Linked DNA regions of Mus musculus: regions 1, 2 and 3 are each linked to region 4. Evidence: chromatin contacts called from public Hi-C and promoter capture Hi-C data. All regions are on one chromosome and are shown on one strand. Each heading gives the region's core, a stretch centred on a gene start, on an enhancer-like site or on the middle of the called end of the contact. The rest is flanking DNA. Distances are from core to core; before and after follow the strand shown.

Evidence for each region. Promoter capture Hi-C pulls out the DNA fragments that hold promoters and counts their contacts. Hi-C and Micro-C count contacts between places; a contact is called where the count stands out from the background.
Region 1: a promoter capture Hi-C map of fetal liver shows a contact between it and region 4, with 2.2 times the contacts expected there. The contact joins the promoter of 4930417O22Rik here to the promoter of Hdac5 in region 4. A contact is called at or near these places in 4 of 39 promoter capture datasets (embryonic stem cells, fetal liver, maxillary cranial neural crest and 1 more).
Region 2: a contact with region 4 is called in a Hi-C map of embryonic fibroblasts, with 4 times the contacts expected there. The contact joins the promoter of Fzd2 here to the promoter of Hdac5 in region 4. A contact is called at or near these places in 3 of 39 promoter capture datasets (cranial neural crest, embryonic stem cells and maxillary cranial neural crest), 3 of 484 Hi-C or Micro-C datasets (embryonic fibroblasts and embryonic stem cells), 2 of 115 datasets of contacts at active chromatin or transcription factors (embryonic stem cells and stem cell-derived neural progenitor cells) and 1 of 9 other capture datasets (embryonic stem cells).
Region 3: a promoter capture Hi-C map of pre-B cells shows a contact between it and region 4. The contact joins the promoter of Gpatch8 here to the promoter of Hdac5 in region 4. A contact is called at or near these places in 4 of 39 promoter capture datasets (cranial neural crest, erythroid cells, liver and 1 more), 4 of 484 Hi-C or Micro-C datasets (CD4 T cells, CD8 T cells and embryonic stem cells), 1 of 115 datasets of contacts at active chromatin or transcription factors (pancreatic cancer cells) and 3 of 9 other capture datasets (adipose tissue, liver and pancreatic islet).

What each region holds. Positions count from the first base shown.
Region 1 is chr11:101,951,115-101,953,814 of GRCm38.p6, forward strand. 4930417O22Rik (RIKEN cDNA 4930417O22 gene) reads left to right here and starts at 1,307. Exons shown (of 4, transcript NR_045806.1): 1 at 1,307-1,365.
Region 2 is chr11:102,603,136-102,605,835 of GRCm38.p6, forward strand. Fzd2 (frizzled class receptor 2) reads left to right here and starts at 1,296. Exons shown (of 1, transcript NM_020510.2): 1 at 1,296-2,700. The coding sequence starts at 1,597.
Region 3 is chr11:102,554,867-102,557,566 of GRCm38.p6, forward strand. It overlaps Gpatch8 (G patch domain containing 8), which reads right to left and starts at 1,292. Exons shown (of 8, transcript NM_001159492.1): 1 at 1,214-1,292. The coding sequence starts at 1,258.
Region 4 is chr11:102,228,786-102,231,485 of GRCm38.p6, forward strand. Hdac5 (histone deacetylase 5) reads right to left here and starts at 1,387. Exons shown (of 27, transcript NM_010412.3): 1 at 1,220-1,387. Mir8101 (microRNA 8101) reads right to left here and starts at 1,365; the gene lies at 1,255-1,365.

The sequences.
Region 1 (2,700 bases), core at 57-2,556, 280 kb before region 4:
CACCACCACCACCACCACCACCACCACCAGCACCACCAGCACCACCAGCACCACTGCCACCCAGACACAGCTCAGTCAGGGCCAGCTGATGTGGTAGGGCTGCCTCAGAACCCAGCTGGAGTGTGATTTTAAATTCAGCTTCCTGGACTCAGCTTCGGAACTGCCTGTCAGAATCCGGGGAGCAAAGCAAAGGCCTGGAAATGTGAATTCATCCCAGCTCCCCTGCTGACTCTGAGGTACCCCAAACTGCTAATTTCATTGGCTTCCTTGTAATCGTTTGACCAAGACATTAGAGGTCAGGAGAAGGGAGAAAGAAGGTGGTAGATTCAGGAGGGAAATGGAGAGAATGAAGGAGATTTCTAGGACATAGAAGCCAGACTGGGCCTGTGCTGGTTGGAGAACCAGAGGCTAGGCTGAAGGTTTGCAGGGCTGGGTAGCATGGAGGAGCTGTGGTGAAGCCAGGGTCCAGGGTACAGCACCAGAGAGGTTGGACTACTTAGCTGGCCGGATGAACAGAAGCAGGGGTGGGTGGGTGAATAAACTGGTCCCACGGTGACTTTGTAGTGTGTGTCTTTATCTCCCTAGAGAGAAAGAAAAGGGCAGGGGAAGAAATTTAGAGGGAGTTTATGAATGACGGAGATTTAAAGAAAAGCCTTTGCTGGAAAAGGCATGCAAAGTACAGAGGAGTCAAGATGAAGAAATAGAAGAAGTTGAAGCCTTAGTGGGGGTGACAAGAGCGTAGCCAGGAGACTAAGGAGAGGGAATGTTGGTGTATGTATGTATGTGTGTATGTATTTATTTTTTTATGTATGTATTTGTGGAGGGTGTTCAGGTGTGTGCATGTGTTTGCCTGTGTGTGGATGTATGTGCATGTGTGTATTTGTGTGTGTGGAGACAAGAGGTTGACCTTTGATGTTCCATCTTGTTTCTTGAGACAGGGTCTCTCACTGATTACTAATTAGGCTGGGCTGTCTGGCCAGGAGCTTTAAGATCTCTGCTCCCTGCCTTCCAGGTGCTGGAAATACATCCATGTGCTGGGAATTGAACTCCAGTTCTCACGATTTTGCAGCAAGCATATTACCAACCAAGCCATCCCGCAGGACTCAGTGAGCTCATATTTAAATGACACCTTGGTGGCCATGGTAACAGTGGTAGCGGAGTGACCAATGGCCCACCTGCCAAGACTACGGTGCTGCTTTCTAGGAACTAAAAGGGCAAGGTGGATGAGGGCGGAAACCGGATGGATGAGGACTAGTGGGCAGAGACAGCGGATAAGGGACCAGGTGGAAGCTAACTAAACCGGAAGTGGAATCTTTTCCTGAAGGGAGGGCTAGATGACTCCCTGAAGAGCCTTCCCTATCCCAGGTATGGATGACATTTTAAAGAGTCACCCGGCGCACACCATCATCAAAAGTTGGCAACTTCGTTTTACCTCCGGGTCTCCTTTCCGAAAGGAAAAGGCACCGGGGCTGGCAGAGAGCATGTAACTTAGACCGCCATCCCTGGTTTCGTGCCGGCACACGGTCCAGCCACATTTTTAGAAAAACGTTCCCTTTTAAATTTGACTTGTCTTACTTAGCCAGATTGACAGGGCGGGGGTGGATAAGTCCCTATGAATAGTGAGCACACGTGAATGAGGAGACTCATTATCTTAAATTGAGACTGGTTTCTAAGAAAAAGAGAAAGGGGAAAAAGTCACTGGGCCGACAGCTTCCCCCCTTCCCCCAGCCCGTAGAGGACCAGGGCTTTGCCACCCTCCTCCCTGTGAGTACACAGACTCCACTGGGCCCCAGCAAGAGGAAGGAAACAGACAGAGGGAGGAAATCAAGAGATTAGAGAAGTTGACAGACGGAAATAGCGACTCAGGAGCCGCGCTGTCCCGGCCTCGTTCCCCAGGGAGCCTTTTGTACCACGGAATCTAGTTGCCTGAATGAAAAATGATATCATTTATTTCTTTTGTCCAGGTTGCACTGTTTTCTGCAGACACAGAAATAACCTAACACCGCAACACCCGACTGTTGGCCAAGTGATAGAGTTATCTGTCATCTTGGCCCTCAATAATGTCCTGAATAAACAACCACAGGCTTGGTGTTCTAGGGAGGGGCCCTGCTCCCCCATCCCCGTGATGACTCTGCAAAGAGGCTTGAATGAGCAGCTGGCCGAAGCCAGTGCTGCTAGCTTGAGAAGGAGGGTGACTTTGTAGATCACCAGCAACACGTGCATTCAGTCCACAAACACTTGCAAACTCTGACTCTGGCCAAACTTAGTGCAAAAGGCTTGCAACTACAGATGTGCAGAGATGGCTGTGTGTTGGCCAGAAGTCAATATCAGATATCCTCCCGGGTCACTCACCATATTGTCTTTTCAGACAGAGTTTCTCACAGAACCTGGAATTCAAACTCCAGGGCTCCACCTGTCTCTGCCCCTGAGGCCCAGTACTAGGAGTTACAGATGTGTGTCAACGGGCCTTGTTGTTACATAAATACTGGCAACCTAAAAGCTTGGCTTGAAGTTTATCTTTTAGATAATAGGGCACTGTGGTTTGAACAGGGAAGGGAAGTGGTTTTGTATTAGAACTGCCTTGGTTCATTTTCGGTGGTTAACTACCTGAGGCTAGTTAATTTATTTAGAGGTGTGCTTTTTTTGCTCACGACTCTGGAAGCCTAAGAAGATTTGTATGACTTCTGGTGAGGACCTTCA
Region 2 (2,700 bases), core at 46-2,545, 370 kb after region 4:
TTCGGGCCACCTCACCCCTCAGCCAGGTGAGAAGTGAGAGGAGAAATTCTGTACTACAACCCCAGCCTTCCTCCCTCTCTCCAGCCGTACACACCATCTTTCTGGTGTGGAATCACTTAAAGTTTGGGTAAAACTCCCTTTTCTCCCAGGAGATCAAATCTGGAAGCTTTTAGGAGGCGGAGCAAGGATTGGGAGGGAGAAGGCAAATTCCCCAAAACGTTCGTCAGACCTAAGAGAGTCGTTTCTTTACTCAAAACTGCCCATCACCCCCGCCACCCCACCCCCCCAGCCATTAACTTTCGATTAAGACCTCCTCCTTATGGCAACTAAACTTTACTTTGCATAATTAAGATTTTCCTCGGAAAGGGGGTGGATTGAATCCTCAGCTCCGGGCCTTTCTCCTTCACTTCACCCCCCAACCCCCGCCCCAGCCCCGCAGCCTGGCCTCTGAGTTCCTGAATTTTCTCACTTTGAGGTGCCACTAAACACAAAGAACCATAATGGGCTCCTTTGTGCTCGCTATGGGGCAATTACACCCCGGAGTCCCGGCCCCTTTAAGAGCCTCTTAAAGAGACAGGCTCTCGTTTTTCAGAGGGTTACTTTTGGGTGTGTGTAGGGGGAGGGGCGAGGAAAACTTCTAGGAGTCCTTGTTTAGGGTGAAGTGACACTTTTACCTCGACTCTCTGAGAGGGATTGAGAGACGTCTTTGCAAGCTATTCGCTAACGTGCTTTAAAAACATACATATTTCTCTCTCTCTCTCTGTATATATTTTTTTAAACGGGATTTTTCACTTGGTTTTATAAATGGTACTGAAAAGGGGGGAGGGGGCGGTGAGCAGGGGCAGGAGCAAAGAGCTCTTGTACCTCAGAGGGTTTGGGCTCTAGGGCCACAGATTAGGCTAGAGTTGTCTGGGTCGGATGCCACTTTGAGAAAACGTGTCTCCGGATCTTTCCTGGGCGACTCCGAAGCAATCACGGACTGAGCAAACAGCTCCTAATATAATAATAGCTTGTCTCTTTAAAAAAGCAGAAGGAGGGGGGTAGAGTTTTCTTGGCATCTGGTTTCTGATCTCATTATGTTGTGGTCGACCAATCCAGCCCTTGGGGCTGGTCCTCCAGTTTAAATCTGATTGGCCGAGAGCACATTTTGGGATGGTGCAAAGCTCGACGGGGCGGTTTCAAGGATCCCTTTTGAGGGGGGGCTGAGGAGAGGGCGGGGCCGCCAGTGGGGGCCCCCTTGAAACCGACTAATTGGGATCGGAGAGGCCGAGGTGAGGGCTGAAGGAGGCACAAAGGAGTCGCTGGGTAGAGGAGGGTGGGGAGAGGGGAAGCCCAGAGGCTAGAGGAGGAAGAGGAGCTAGGGCAGCGGTGCGCCGCGTCTCCGACCCTCAGTCCGACCGCGGCGAGCCAGCAGGCGGGTGCGCCGCCCCCTCCCCCGCCGCCCAATCTCCCCAACTCTGCGGCCGCGAGCAAAGTTTGCAAGGAGACGCGGGAGGCGGCCGGGCAGCTAGGCGGCAGCGGGGAAGGCGCGCGGTCTCTGGGTTGGGGGCGGGGGCTGGGGGGCGCCCAGGAGCCGAGTGGGGGGCGGCGGCCAGCATGCGGGCCCGCAGCGCCCTGCCCCGCAGCGCCCTGCCCCGCCTGCTGCTGCCACTGCTGCTGCTGCCGGCCGCCGGACCGGCCCAGTTCCACGGGGAGAAGGGCATCTCCATCCCGGACCACGGCTTCTGCCAGCCCATCTCCATCCCGCTGTGCACGGACATCGCCTACAACCAGACCATCATGCCCAACCTTCTTGGCCACACGAACCAGGAAGACGCGGGCCTGGAGGTGCATCAGTTCTACCCGCTGGTGAAGGTGCAGTGCTCGCCCGAGCTGCGCTTCTTCCTGTGCTCCATGTACGCGCCGGTGTGCACAGTGCTGGAGCAGGCCATCCCGCCGTGCCGCTCCATCTGCGAGCGCGCGCGCCAAGGCTGCGAGGCGCTCATGAACAAGTTCGGCTTCCAATGGCCCGAGCGCCTCCGCTGCGAGCATTTCCCGCGTCACGGCGCGGAGCAGATCTGCGTGGGCCAGAACCACTCGGAGGACGGAGCTCCTGCGCTACTCACCACCGCGCCACCTTCTGGGCTGCAGCCCGGCGCGGGTGGCACCCCGGGCGGCCCTGGCGGTGGTGGCTCGCCACCGCGTTACGCCACTCTGGAGCACCCTTTCCACTGTCCCCGCGTCCTCAAGGTGCCGTCCTATCTCAGCTATAAGTTTCTGGGTGAGCGCGATTGTGCCGCGCCCTGCGAGCCCGCACGGCCCGACGGCTCTATGTTCTTCTCGCAAGAGGAGACTCGTTTTGCCCGTCTCTGGATCCTCACATGGTCGGTGTTGTGCTGCGCTTCCACTTTCTTCACGGTCACCACCTATTTAGTGGACATGCAGCGATTTCGCTACCCAGAGCGGCCCATCATCTTTCTGTCCGGCTGCTACACCATGGTGTCAGTGGCCTACATTGCGGGCTTCGTTCTCCAGGAGCGCGTGGTATGCAATGAGCGCTTCTCAGAGGACGGTTATCGCACGGTGGTGCAGGGCACTAAGAAAGAAGGCTGCACTATACTCTTCATGATGCTCTACTTCTTCAGCATGGCCAGCTCCATCTGGTGGGTGATTCTGTCCCTCACCTGGTTCCTGGCAGCCGGAATGAAGTGGGGCCACGAG
Region 3 (2,700 bases), core at 42-2,541, 330 kb after region 4:
CTTACTGCTGCAAAACTTCCCATAGCGTTCTACACCTAAGACTATTTAACAGTGTTGATTTTAAACCAGTTGAAATTGCTTTGTCTATCAACCCAATCATCTCCAAGAATTCAAACCCTTCAAATTGCCTTCTGACACAGCTAGAGGTGCGTTGAGGAAGCTGAAAGGAATACAAAAACTCGAGTTCGGAGGCTCATCCCTTGACCTAAATTGCTGTTGCCAGGAGATGCGGTAGTAATGCAGTGATTTGCAACTGAGGATGTATTTTACCTAGAAATAACCAAAGGCTACTAAATCCCTTATTGTCTCCCAACTATGCCTGCAGTAACAATTTCAATATCTAAAAGCCTAATGATTCTAATTCGGCCTTTGTTGTTTGTTTTTTTGTTTTGTTTTGTTTTTGTTGTTTTTTTCTTTAATGCCTGCCACCCCACGGACATCTTTCCCAGATCAACATTTGCAAACGAAGAAAGAAAAAAAAAAAAAATCAAGGTTTAGGAACGAATTTACTCCCGCTTGGAAAGGCCATAATTATGCTTCTTTACAAATCTTGGTAGGTCTCGAAGTTAAGTTTACGCCAGTCCACAGACCTATACCTTACTGTCCCCAACCCAATTAACGGCCTGTAAACAACAGCAGTTATTTATGCCCAGAGAAAGCTCAATGGCTCGCCTCAACAAAAAAGGCGTCTTTGATAAGAAAGGGCGCCCTTTACCAGGGGGAAGACTAGGTTAGACAGTCGATAAAGGGCTTGTTTGTCACAATGGGAAAACGGAGAGGCGATCCCCAGGATGATCGGGGCGAGCAAAAGCCAAGGCTTCCATAGCCCCGGCCTGAAAACCGCTGGCCCAAGCCTTCCCCGCCCCAGCCCTCTCCCCCGGGGGCCGGGCCGGCCCTGCGCCTGCACAGGCCCCGAGACAAGCAAAGCGCAACCCCCACAAAGCGCCCGGCTGCGGAGCGGGAAGCCAGGAGCAAAATAGGAGGAAAGCCGAGCCGAAGAAGCGGCGTGAATAGGGATGAAGCCGGGGACGCGGCCTCATCTCAGCCCCGGAGGCCCCTGGAGAAATGAGAGGCAGGAAGGGGCGAGAGCCGGCTTGCAAGGTGGAGCGGAGAGCAGAAGGAAGGAGAGCCAGGAGGCCGGGAGGGAGGCGGCCCCGGGCTCGCGGCGAGCCCTCCGGGGGCGTGGGTGGTCCTCGGCGACGCCCGTGTTTACCTGAAAGTCTCGGTCCTCGTTGAAGCGGGAGAAGCGGTCCGCCATTTTGCCGCTCTCACTCCTCCTCAGGACGACGCTCTCCGGTTCGCTCCTCCCCTCCCGCTACGCCCGCCCCCTCTCTGTTTCCACGCCCCCTCCCACGCCCACCGGGCGCGCGCAGCAGGCGTGGGGAGGGGGGTGGAGGATGTGTGCTTGGCGAGGGATTGTTGGGGGGGTGTTGGGAAGAGGAGGGAACAGGAATTCGTTCCGACGGGAATCCCGAAGGCGCGCAGGCCTGGAGGCGGAACCTTCCTCTCACATCGCTCGGTTTCACGCCCGGCCCCGAGCGACCCCAGCGGGCCGCGCATGCGCACTCGCGCCGGCGCGCGTAAGCGCTTCCGGAGGGAAAGATCAGCAGGGCAGAGCATTTGGGGGCCTGGGAAGTATTCACTTGCTCCCTTAGCAGTGTTCAGAAGTCTTTCTTTCTTATGCTCTTGTTTACGGTCAAGCCCATCCCGTATTTGTAATAATATACAGTGTAATGCTATACAGTAGCATGAGATCTGACTTTACAGCTAGAGTACTTTTAATGTTTTTTTGTTTTGTTTTTGTTATTTTGTTGACAGGGTTTCCTGTAGCTCTCTATGTAGTAGAGGCTCGCCCCCCGATGTCCAAAGAGGGTATTTTTAAAATTAATACATAATAATGTTACTTAAGAGGTACCAAAAAAATCTCTCAAAGGGCTTCCATTCCAGGCAGGAAGTCAGATAACCAATAAATTAACCTAATAGTTGTAAATATAAACGAGTGTCTATTCCTGCTTGAGGCTGAGGGGAAATTAAGTCAAGCTTATCCTTGGCTACATAGGAAGTTCAAAGCTAGCCTGGGCTATAAGACATTGCTTCAAATAACAAAATCTAAGTGACACTGTGGGGGGGGGGGACTGTAATGAAAAGAATGACCTATCTTAAAGCTACATATAAATCAAGGCATAACAAAGGGATCACAACCTTGAAGAAGAGAGAAACTTAAACACATGGCTACCAAGAGCTTGACGTTTTTTTCTTACTATTTTCCCTCCCCCTCCCACTCCTCTCCCCCCTCCACACATATATATTCATGTTCAGAGTCATTGGATCCCCTGAAGCTAGAGTTACAGTTAAGAATCACCATGTATGTCAGTGCTAGAAACAAACCCAGGTGCTCTGCATGTGGAACAAGTGCTTTTAACTGCTTAGCCATCTTTCCAGCTCTTGTTTTCTTTAATGTTTTCACAGGGTGGGGGAGTGAGGGGGGGCTGTTTAATTTTACCTAGTGTAAGACTGCTTCGCCTACATGAATGAATGAATGTATGTATGTATGTATGTATGTATGTATGTATGTATGTATGTGTATCAGCTCTTAACAGCTGAGCCATCTCTCTAGCCCCTCTACCTGATTTTAAGACAAGGTCTCTCCTTAAACCTGGAGCTCTCCCTAGTCAGCTAGCAAGCCTCTGGAATTTGTAC
Region 4 (2,700 bases), core at 137-2,636:
AAGTGGAGGGCCAACAGGTTCCAATGTAAGGATTAGCCAGAGGTCTTCTGGCCCAAACCAATCTCCCATCCCTGCCTCCTTTTGTTCCTAGGATCTAACTCTATCTTCCCCTCCCACTGATCCCTAAACCCCTCTCTCCATTCCCATTCCCAAGATCCAAAGCTAATTCCAGGACCCAGAAGCATAGTGGTCACTACCAGAGTGATGGGTACACACACACACTACACACACTACACACACACACACCACACACACCCCAAAAGCAACTGCAGCTGCTATCCTTCCTCTTCAGGGACAAAGCTCATCTCAGAAGGCCAAACGCAGGGACATGAAGTGGTCACCTTCTCCCCGAAATGAAACACACTCCCCGCGCCCCCCCCCAGCTCTTAGATTAATTACTTATCGTCCAGCCAGTTCTCATCTTCCTGAGGGCCCCAGGGATGGGTGGGGAGGGGGGAAGCCGACTCCCCCAAGTTAACAAGGCACTATTAGAACCTCTGCCCCATGAGAAACAAACCCAAGATGAAAACTGGGCGCGGGAGTGGGGTGGGGAGATCTGCCCTAGCCAAGAAAGATCACCAATTCATCTCCCAGCTCTTTCCCGAGCTCCAGGGTGTCAGACAGAAGAGGGTGGTAATAAACGCAGTAACGCCTCACAGGCGAGGGGGTGAATAGCACAGACAAGTAAGATGGGCCCCGCAGTCCTCTTCCACCTGCAGGGACGTCAAGGACATAAAATCAAGGGTATGTTCTTCGCCACTTGGAGAAGCACTGTGGGTGGGCTGCGCCCCTCACCTCAGAGTAACAAGAAAGGGGTGTCTAGTGAAGAGAGGGTCTGCCCAGAATGCGGGTTGCAAGGCTCAAATCGCAGTTGCAACGGATTATGAGCCGCCGGGGAGGAGACAAATCAGACATCCCCGGCCGGTCTGCGGGACATTTGGGGGCGCGGGGTGCGGGGTGCGGGAAAATCGGCCCCTCCCTTACCTGCAGAGAAGGAGCCCTGCAAGGGAGGGATGAGGAGGGGCGCGCGCGGCGAGCCAAAGGCGACACTCCCCGGGCCCAGCGACGCTCCCTGGGGGTGCGGGCTGGCTCGGCGCGCGCGCCGGGAGGAAGGACAGGGTCGCGGGGAGCCCGCGGGCAGCGACGGCGGGAGGACGGGACGCTGCGGGGCGTCCCGGGGCCGTGGGAGGTGGGGTCCTGGCGGGTGCGGCGCGCTCACCCGCTGCGGCTCGAGCTCCGGCTTCGCGGGCGGCGGCGGCAGCAGCGGCGGCAACAGCAGCGGCAGCGCCTCCTCGACGGCTCCTCCATCTTTGCGGCGGCTCCTCCGGCTCCGCTCGCCGCCGCCACCAACAACAACATTCGGAGACGTCACTCTCGTCACGTGACCCGACCCCGAGCTAAAAATAGGCTCAGACCCCCCCTTTTTCGGGCTTCAACCGAGAACCCTCCCCTCCCATTCGGCCCTCCCCTCAGATGGGCGGGACCAATAGCGCCACCGTGACAGCTTCTTAAAGGGCCAATGCCCAGCCCAAGGTTAGGCTGGGGTGGAGGTGGCAGAGAAGGGATCCCGATCTCTTCGCCAAGTAATGAACTGAGTAGAACCCGGACCCCGGCTGCTGCAGGGGCTGGATGTGTGGGATTTACGATTTTGTTCTCTGTGCTTTTTCGACTTCCTTTTCAAACGGCGGATGGTGCAATCTTTGCCCGCCTGAGCTGTTCCCTAACACGCCCTTCCCTCGTTAGGGGGAGGGTAGAGGGGGGTGGAATCCTAGGGGCTGCCTTGGAAGTGGAAGCCCCTGCAGGCGCGTCAAAGCTGAAAGATTAGCTTGGACAAGTCTCTAACCCACCGTGCTAATATGGCACAGCGCTGCATCTTGTTAAAAGAAACTCCTTGGAGAAAGCCAGCATAGGTTGTAACTGTCCCTGGCCTTCAAAGGAACAGACCAAGAACCTAAAAGTCCGCTGGTCCCCAACTTTGATACCACACATACTACTACCACGTCAGTGGAACTGAACATGACTGTATCATTAAACCTACATTGTTTTGTCAATGACCTAGCAATTTTCCTAGCAAAAAATGTATTCTAAGAAAATATTGTGCTCCAAAATGAGTATAGGAAGAGATTGTTTGTTATATGAGATGTCAGAAACAACCTAAATAAATATCCATCAGGTAGGTATCTGCAAATAAACTAGGAGACATCTATTTAGTAAGTTATCATACAGATGCTCAAAATTATACATATGTGGGGGGTGTAAAAGCGGCTTTTGGGGCGTTTGACAGGAATCTGACATTGGTCAAGGACAAGAAAATGAGATTCAGGCAGGAATCTGACATTGGGCCATGACAAGGGAGTAAGTTCAGGTAGGAATCTAATTTTAGGGTGGAACAAAGAAGTAGATTTCAGGCAAGAATGTGATTTTGGGCTAGGACAGGGAAGTAGGCTCAGGTATCTTGGTCATCCTGACAAGCTCTTAGACTTTGTTTATTGCCTTGACATACGGCTTTAATCCCAGCACTTGGGAGGCAGAGGCAGGCAGATCTCTGAGTTTAAGACCAGCCTGGTCTACAGAGTGAGTTCCAGGACAGCCATACTGAGAAACCCTGTCTGGAAAAAACAAACAAACAAACAAAACAAAATATCCATTAGTTCCAATACTTTATACAAACGTTCATGAGTCTGACTCTGTATGCCTGAA